2 separate regions of the Sus scrofa genome follow, and region 1 is linked to region 2. Evidence: chromatin contacts called from public HiChIP or PLAC-seq data. All regions are on one chromosome and are shown on one strand. Each heading gives the region's core, a stretch centred on a gene start, on an enhancer-like site or on the middle of the called end of the contact. The rest is flanking DNA. Distances are from core to core; before and after follow the strand shown.

The links. HiChIP or PLAC-seq counts read pairs in DNA pulled down with a chosen protein or histone mark.
Region 1: an H3K27ac HiChIP or PLAC-seq map of skeletal muscle shows a contact between it and region 2. The contact joins the enhancer-like site here to the promoter of STAM in region 2. A contact is called at or near these places in 1 of 5 promoter capture datasets (fetal skeletal muscle), 6 of 47 Hi-C or Micro-C datasets (alveolar macrophages, embryonic fibroblasts, fetal heart ventricle and 1 more) and 2 of 2 datasets of contacts at active chromatin or transcription factors (alveolar macrophages and skeletal muscle).

What each region holds. Positions count from the first base shown.
Region 1 is chr10:44,000,338-44,004,939 of Sscrofa11.1, reverse strand. It overlaps STAM (signal transducing adapter molecule 1), which reads right to left. Exons shown (of 16, transcript XM_021064813.1): 9 at 4,334-4,422; 10 at 1,791-1,878; 11 at 549-603. Among named protein-coding and RNA genes, the nearest start is that of TMEM236, 52 kb to the left of the region's middle. Within about 2 kb of position 2,274, at least 10 of the 83 cell types and tissues checked have an H3K27ac peak or open chromatin away from gene starts, as enhancers often do. A contact at or near this core is called in alveolar macrophages, embryonic fibroblasts, fetal skeletal muscle and 1 more, where this site is marked.
Region 2 is chr10:43,945,084-43,949,712 of Sscrofa11.1, reverse strand. It overlaps STAM (signal transducing adapter molecule 1), which reads right to left and starts at 2,723. Exons shown (of 16, transcript XM_021064813.1): 1 at 2,463-2,723. The coding sequence starts at 2,502.

The DNA of each region.
Region 1 (4,602 bases), core at 1,025-3,524, 56 kb before region 2:
ATATTATACGGTAACATGAAACACAACTGCTATCTAAATGACACAATGTTCTAGATAATAAGATGCATCAAAATAGCAAAATTTGTAAGAAGTGGTATAGGTAGACATTATTAAAAAATGTAACCTCATGACAAAAAATACCCTATAGTTTAGCTCCAAGGCAACTAAAATTGTTTAAGATTTAGGTACTGTGCTGGAAGAACTCCAGCTTTTTGTTCTTGACTTTACCTCAAAATATCCAGTTTCTCTACTAATTAACAGATGGGTCATTTGTGGGCTCTGATAATGCCACTTACAGCAAATATGATTAACAACAGTTACCTCTTATTTTAAAAAAAGACTAACATAGTCAAAGTTAAATAAATCCTCACCTACAAAAAACAGGGGACAAACATCTAATTCCCACATCTAATAGAAAACAAGTGAATGAGAACTGGCGTATCTTTAAAAAAATAAAATAAAATACAAGGGAGCTCTATTTCAATGCACAGCCTAGCAAGACATGTAGGGAAGAAGGTACACAGTACAGATACAGCATCTGCTTTTACCTGTCAATATCTTCCAGCTTTTCATCAATGAGAGGTCCCATCTGGTGACACATGGCTAAGATGACAAAATTCGAAGAAATATAAGAAAATGTAGCAAAAGAAAGTGAGTTATGGATATTTGTATAATTTAAAGACATAAAAGATCTAATTTGAAATAATAAAAATTCTATTATAATGGGAGTTCCCATAGTGGCTCAGTGGTGATGAACCCACCTAGTACTCACGAGGACACGGTCCGATCCCTGGCCTCACTCATTGGGTAAAGGATCCAACATTGCCGTGAGCTGCAGTGTAGGTCGAAGATGTGGCTCGGATCCTGTGTTGCTGTGGCTGTGGTGTAAGCTGGCAGCTGCAGCTCCAATTCAATTAACCTTAGCCCAGCAAATCCAAGATTGATTTTCCTGGGTATTTATAATGTCAATACTTTTTTTCTTTTTGTCTTTTTAGGGCCACGCCTGAGGCATATGGAAGTTCCCAGGATAGGTGTCAAACTGGAGCTGTAGCTGCTAGCCTACAACCACAGCCATAGCACCGCAGGATCTGAACCTCATTTTTTACCTACACTACAGCTCACGGCAACCCCAGATCCTTAACCCACTGAGCGAGGCCAGGGATCGAACCCACATGCTCATGATACGAGTTGGGTTCACTACTATTGAGCCACAATGGGAACTCCTAACATCAATATTTTAGATTGATCATACAGATCTCAGAAAATTTTTAACACCAATTTCTATTTCACAACATTAAAAAAATGCTGAATAAGATCTTTTTTTTGTCTTTTTGCTATTTCTTGGGACGCTCCCACAGCATATGGAGGTTCCCAGGCTAGGAGTCTAATCGGAGCTGTAGCCACCGGCCTACGCCAGAGCCACAGCAACACGGGATCCGAGCCGCGTCTGCAACCTACACCACAGCTCACGGCAACGCCGGATCGTTAACCCACTGAGCAAGGCCAGGGATCGAACCCGCAACCTCATGGTTCCTAGTCAGATTCGTTAACCACTGAACCATGACGGGAACTCCAAGATCTTTAATTTGGGTAGAAAAGTGTAATAATCTGAATTCTACCAAAGGTTTAAATTGCATATGGATGGGAAACTGTTCACAAAACAGTGAGAAATGTTGATATTCTTTATATCATTCTCAATTTTATTTAAATACAAAACTACCTGTAAGAGAACACTAGATACAACCTCTTATTACTCCTTATTTGCAAGGCAAATGGAAAATAAGGCTCACCTTCAAGATGAAGTAACTCTGGAAGATCCGGCTGGTCATCACTGGGATCTGTGCTTTGCAACATCTGCAGCAATTGGTCCATTTTATCCTATAGGAATTAAACAGTTAATATAAAAAACAACAAATCTCTATGGGAAAAAACCTTCTCACCTCATTAATTAGATAATGGGTAGAGAAGGCTTATAATTCATACATACAAAGAATTCACTTTTCTTCTAGGTAAGTACTATCCATGTATTCACTTTAGAATCATGTGAAGTCAGAGCCTTGAAAGCTATTCCTACTTATTTTGGAAACTGCTAAGAGAAATTCTCCCAAAAGAGAAGAAACAGAGGAACACCTCAACTTACAACATGTGAGTTCTTTAGTCTCTTAGGTCATGCTAGTGGATTTCTGTCACTGCTTTGGAGCAGCTGTAGCCTGGCCAAGCTGACAGCCGTAACTGCTCTCTCAAGAAGGCACGGCTTATGACTAACAAGTCCGTTATGACTCCACCACGGAGAACACAGCAGCTGTTTCAGCGAAGCTCAGCTCAGCTATATTACAGCTGTTCTCCTTTTAAGTGGCACCAGAAGCAGTGAGTCTACATTCTCTATCCACCAAAGTATCAGTTTGTCACCAAAAAAAAGGAGGAAGATTTGTAGTTTCTCTATCCTCCTATGTGAAAGGGCAGAAGGCATCTTAAAGCAGTGATTCACATGTATCTCAGAATCTTTGGTTCTAAGACCAACAGAACTTATGCAGCCATCATTACAGAAAGACATACATTATATTAGTATAGATATATCTGTAGGTACAGCTCTCATGTACTAACGAATACTAACATAATAATTACAAACTTTTCTCCATTTGTGGTTTTTACTTATTTATGCTACTAAGCATAGCTACATAAGGTTAATAATTTCAAGACTACCAATTCGAAGCAAAATAGTTATTTAAACCAAAACAAAACTCTACAGTCTGCACAGGGGAACAGTTTGAGAAATAAGTTAATCACTAGAGTGAACGTGACACAGGTATATTAAAAAAAAAACTCTTCTCAAGTCAAAAGAATTTTGTAGTTTGAAATAGGCATTCATTTTTCAACATAAAAGACTCATAATTTTCACTTTAAGTGGTCTGAAAAAAAAAGGTACATGTCAGAAGTTCCCTGCTGGCTCAGTGGGTTAATAAGGATCCAGCACAGTTGCGGTGTTGGTTCAGTCCCCGGCCAGAGAACTTCTGCATGCTGCAATTACAGCCAAAGAAAGGCGGGGGGTGGGGGGGGGAGGCACATATCAGAAAGGTTTGCCTGCAAACAAACAAACAAACAAAAAGGAGGTGGGGATAAAATGGGAGTGAGAATCAACTAACACATGGGTAGCTTTTGTTCTGTTTACAGAATACTACACTGTATTTGAAATTACCTACTCTCACAGAAATAAGGTTTCTAGATAGAGCAACAGTCTGAGCCTACATGCGTTTTCCGATGTAATGATATTGGCCAAACCCCACATATTCCTTGGCTCTCAGCACAGTTTTCTATAAAAGCAGAAGAGCATTCTGTTTCTCTAAAAGAGCACTCTTCAACCTTTCTGCTTCTGGTTCCCCTAAAAAAAGGCTAAAAGGCTTACAAATCCCTTCACGTGTTTTAAAGACGACATCTCATTTTTCACCAGTAGTTTAAAATGTTACAAAGAAGTTCCCACTGTGGTGCAGCAAGATCAGCGCTGTCTCTGTAGTGCCAGGACACAGCTTCATTCCCCACCCGGCACAGCGGGGTAAGGATCTGGTATTGCCATAGCTGCAGCACAGGTTGAACTGTGGCTCGGATCTGATCCTTAGCCCAGGAACTCCACATGCCTCAGGGCGGCCAAAAAAGAATAAACAAGTAAATAAAAATAACAAACACATAAATATTATTAAAAAATAAAAAGTGACAAAGAATAGAATTTTCAGAGAATACGGATATTAAAAAAATAAAAGTCTCATGTTCTTTTGAATACATTCCCCCCCCAAAATCTCATTACGACTGTGTTTGTAATGGTAAAAAAAAAAAAAAAAAAAAAAAGAGCCACAGAAAAAAAAAAAAGAGCTAACAACAGAATGACGAAGCGATAAATCCATTCTATGGGGGTGAGCAATGAGATCCGGCTGTGTAAAACTGGGAACTATATCTAGTCATTTATGATGGAGCCTAATAATGCGAGAAAAAAGAACGTATATATGTATGTGTGAGGGGGTCACCATGCTGTACAGTAGAAAATTAACAGAACACTGTAAACCAGCTATAATGGAAAAAAAAAATCATTACATAAAAAATCCATTCTATGGGATGTTAAACAGGAATTAAAAATAACAAGTTACAACCACATGTACTGAGATGGTCAGAATGGGACTAGAAAGGAACTTTCGAGGAGAATTTCTGCTTTGTCAATATTGTTTGAATTTTTATAGAAGCAAAATACATGCATTAATCAAGCACTGAATTTTATTAAAGGAGAGAAGAAACCCATTTCAACTTCAATGCCGAGTATGACGCTCTCCTACGGGCAATCACTTACCTCATCAATATAGGCTTGTTCTGGCTCTGGTTCTATTGTTTCTACCTGAACATCGTCACTAAACTGTACCGTCTTCTTCTCCGTTTTGACTGTAAAACAGGTTAACATTTATCTTTTTCTTATCACAAAATTAAAATTTTATTTTAAAGCACTTTAGGTTCCAGGAAAGAACTTGGGCTTTTCTTATAGTTCCTTCAATCTGAGAGGCTCAAGTTAAGGGATGATTAGGTTACAGATTTACGCATTAATGACAGAACAGGACTTGATGA
Region 2 (4,629 bases), core at 1,474-3,973:
CTAAAAATAAAAAGCATAATATAGGATAAAACTATCTTTAACGGTAAAAATTTGGTAAAGACAAAAGGTACTACAGTAGTTTTGAAAACGGTGAAGACTGCAATGGGCTAGAGCAGTGCTTCTTAAGTAGAAGCTACTTTGTGCCCCCAGGGGACACTGAACTATGTCTGGAAAAGTTTTTAAGTCCAACCAGGGTTTGGGTGGGGAGAAGTGCCACTGGCATCCAGCAGGACGAGGTCAGGGATGCTGCTGAACACCCCACATGAAGAGGACAGACTCTCCCAAAAGAGGCAGTTAATTGGTCCAAACTGTCCATAGTGTCACTAAGGAGAAACCCTAGGTTAGAGTAATCAGGAAATGATTCAGAGATAAGTTGTCTTCTGAGTTGGCCCTTAATCATGAGGACGTATAGAAAGGTAGAAGAAATAATCAAGCAAAAAGCATAAAAGCAATAAGGAGCTCTGCGTTTGAACTGGGTGGCGTAAGTGTTGAGAAAGGGTTTGGCATTAAGAGATTTATCTGGGAGTCCTGCTGTGGTGCAACAGGATTGGCAGCATCTTTGGAGCACTGGGAAGAAGGTCTGATTCCTCATTAAGGATCCAGGGCTGCAGCATACATTGAAACTGCAGCTCGGATTTGATCCCTGGCCCAGGAACTCCATATACTGGGGGACAACCAAAAAAGGAAAAAAAAAAAATTATAATTTTTAAAATGTTTAAAAAAAAAAGGAGGAGTTCCCGTCGTGGCGCAGTGGTTAACGAATCCGACTAGGAACCATGAGGTTGCGGGTTCGTTCCCTGCCCTTGCTCAGTGGGTTAATGATCCGGCGTTGCTGTGAGCTGTGGTGTAGGTTGCAGACGCGGCTCGGATCCCTTGTTGCTGTGGCTCTGGCATAGGCTGGAGGCTACAGCTCCGACTGGACCCCTAGCCTGGGAACCTCCATATGCTGCGGGAGCGGCCCAAGAAATAGCAAAAAGACCAAAAAAAAAAAAAAGAAATGTATCTGAACCCAATGGAAATGTGGGTTCAAAAAGCAATAAGATATAAAAGTGACTGGGTAGTTTGGAAGCTAGATTATACACAACCATGAAAATCAATCAGATCAAGCTGCTGGAAATAAAAGGAGCAAGTATCAAGAAAATGTTTTATCTTAAGCATTTGCCCTGGAAATTAATGTAGTAAGTTACAAAACTGCCTGAGAGCAGCAACCACAACTTCTTCATCACTCTTATGCCACGCAGCAGTGTCCTGTCAAGAGTGTGTGCTAAGTCCTTTTTAAATTAAATGTAACTTCCCAATTATTTATTAACTATTACATATTAATTCACTGAACCACAAACAGTGAATCAATATGTCTTCCCTCTCTTTAGTTTGAGAACGTTGGGATCTCACTTTGAGCTGGGCAGTGTCAGAGGTAGGGCTGAACCCTTTTCTCATCTCAACCCAAACCTTCAAGTTTCAGTGGCATGCAGTAAGCTGGAGTTAAAAAAGCAAAATTCAATTCCTTCTTAATTAAAATAAACAAAGACATTAAAAAAAAAAAAACCTCCCTAAGGTTGCCCTTATTCTTCTTTACTAGAGTAACCAGACTTGGTTCTTAACTTGCTTTCATTCCACACGTGTGTACGTACCAAAGTAGGTCCCAAGGGGATTCAAAGCATTCCAAACTTCTCTCCCTGAAAACTCAAAACTCCTGTAATGATCACCCTCAGATCAGAAAAAATAAAACAAAATAAATACAAAGCTAACCTGTTGAATCGGTATGATCAGTATTTAAAACCAATGATTCAGAAAGCCCCGCCCCCCCCCAAAAGAGCACTTCAAATTCACAACAAATTAGGATTGTCAAAGTTCCAGGTCCTCTTCCACAATTCTTAAAGCACTGAGAGGAAAGCAGCCCAGTGGCTCAGGTCCTCAATTCGGTTTCTGTTGCTGCCAAGTATTCCATTTTCCTCTCTCTTTCCCCCAATACCTTTGAGAGTCTATCCTTAAACAGAAGCTCTCTCCTTCCGTTACAGTCCTAAAACGGATTTTTAAAAATCCTCTAAGGAAGCTAACCTAAAACCTTTGACATACGTCCCGGGAAACACTTTTTTACAGGGCTTATCATCCCACGCTGGCTGAGACTCCCTTGCTTTCAAGTGCGTTCACCCAGAAGCACGGTCCCGGCACCAAATGCTGTACCAGCTGTTCCTCCGCGGCCTCCCACATCCACCTTTCAAGCAGTTTTTTCCAAGCCCACAGCCCCAGCTCAAGGCCCATTTTGCAGGCTCCCTCAGTCTCATTTCTTTCAAAAAGGATGCGCCAAGCCCTCAACCTCCTCCAAACTCGTACAGAAAGAGCCTCTGTAAAGGGGAAGAACTCGGCCCCGGCCCGGGGGGCCCAGAAGGTCCGCGGAGAGCCGGCAGCGTGGGCTCGCGGTCCGCCGAGGGGGTGGGGCTGGGAGCGACCAAAGCACTCACCCACATCCTGATCAAAGGGGTTGGTGGCAAAGAGAGGCATCTCCACTGCGTGCAGAGGTGTCCGCAGGGACTCCCCCTCGACAGCACGGGAGTCAGGCTGGGACGTGGGAAAGGAGACTACTCAGGCAAAAACAGCGACGCAGACGGAGTCCACGGGGACCTCGGCAGCTCCTCCTCTCCCCGACCCCCAATTACCGCGGCGGCGGCGGCGGCGGCGGCGCGGCAAGAGCTGAGAAGCCGCGAAGGCCCCCTGCGCGCGCGGAGCCTGTCGGGAATCTAGGCGCCCTCGGCGCTGCCTGCCCAGAACCTGCCCGGAATCTGCCCCGCCAAAACAGGCCCCATCCCAGCGCCCCTTCCATCCGGCCCCCCTCTTGATTAGCCACGCGAGAGAGGGGCAGTGACACCTGCATTTTCTGCTTTAGCTTTGGCCGGGAGCCTCCGGAGGGCGGGGTCCTCCAGGCGCGCAGAAGCCCACTAGTGAGCCCAGGAGTGAATCAGAGAGTGAGCAGATAGAAAAGGGTCGTGTTTGAGTACAGGGAGAGCCCCTTTTCCCCTCTCTCTGTTGGTTATCATAATTTTGTGATCCTTGTGGAGGAGGATGGAAGTGCCTTCTCTCGGGCGCATCTAAGTAAAAAGGCTGTGAGTTCAGTTCGCTGTCTGCAGTGACCAGAAACTGGCTCAGGTTGAAGTCATGTGAGCGGGAGGGATTGGCCCGAATCCCTAAGAGGGGAGTGTCAGGGCGCGCAGCTCCCTCGCGGAGGCGAGGTAACCCTGGCACCTTCCCGAGAGTCCCCAGACGTCCGCTTCAGAAGCTCTGCCGAAAGCACTTCCAGTTGGGCGTTGGCACCTACTGACTAACTGTGCAGTCACTGTGTGTTTACGATGATTGGAAAACCAGTTGCACAACCCACGGTGGTCTATGATAACCCCCAAAACCGAGCAAAGAAAGAAAGAAAACAAAAAAAAAATGGAGATAGCGATTGATAGGTGATTCTTAATAACTTAAAATATTCAATGATTGTATTGTACGTTTACCTTAAGGATATATCATGTACGAATTTTAAGGAGTATCTTCTAGAGATCTTTACATCCCACTTGGAACATCTTACATGCATCTTGCATGTAAATTGGAATTATGTTAATGTATCAAAATTAGAGCACTTCCAAATGTAGCATATAAACGTTTACAACATGTCAGTAACAGGGATTAGTATTGTGGTATACGAAAAGAGTGCTTACAAAAATTTATTAAGAATGAAATCTCATTTCTAAGAGTGAAAAACGCAGATTAAAGTAGCATTTAGGTACGTTTTTGTCATTCAAAATGAAAAAGGATCATGGATGTGGAGAACTGTACACTTTGGTTGATGAAATTATTAGTGTCCCTAAGAGAAATATTTGAAAGTACGTAACACAAGCTTTTAAAAATGTGAATAGCTGTGGACCCAACAATTCTACTTTCTGGGATTTATCCTAAAAGCATTCGTTAAGAACATGATCAAAGATGTTTGTGAAACATTGTTTATAATGTCAAAGCATGGTTAAACACTAAAATGTCCAACATCAAGGGAGTGAACAAATTACTTCACCTCTTGGTGCCTCAGTTTCCTCATCTGTACAAAACAGGAATTAAAAATTGGGTTGTAATGATCCAATGGATGAACACAAATTAAAATACAAAATTAGGTGCCTAACATAGAGTAAACACTAAAAAGTGTAATTGCTTTAACTAGTATTGGTCAAGTAAATTATAGCACAAACAATGTAAAAATTCCCAGCTAATAAAGGTGATAATATATTTACATAGAAAGACATCTAAATATATCTGTTTTTAAAAACAGCTTAAACAACCATATGATTACAAAATACCCCAGATTTTTTAAAGTCTGAAAGGAAATAGGTGAGACTACAATGACCAATGACGTAATCATCTCCGAATGGTAATTATGTTCTTTGTTCATTTTGTTTTTCCGAAGTTTTTAACGAGTCCGTATTTCTTTCAAAAGCAGAAAAATTAACACAATATAAAAATATGCTATGTTAATACCATTGGTTGTTAACATTTTAAGGAGCCAGTATCAATGCTTGCTTGTGTTTCATTATGACAAGTATAGAATTCTTCCAAAACATCACTGTTGATATGTGAAGCAGAGCATTCTGTTTTAAA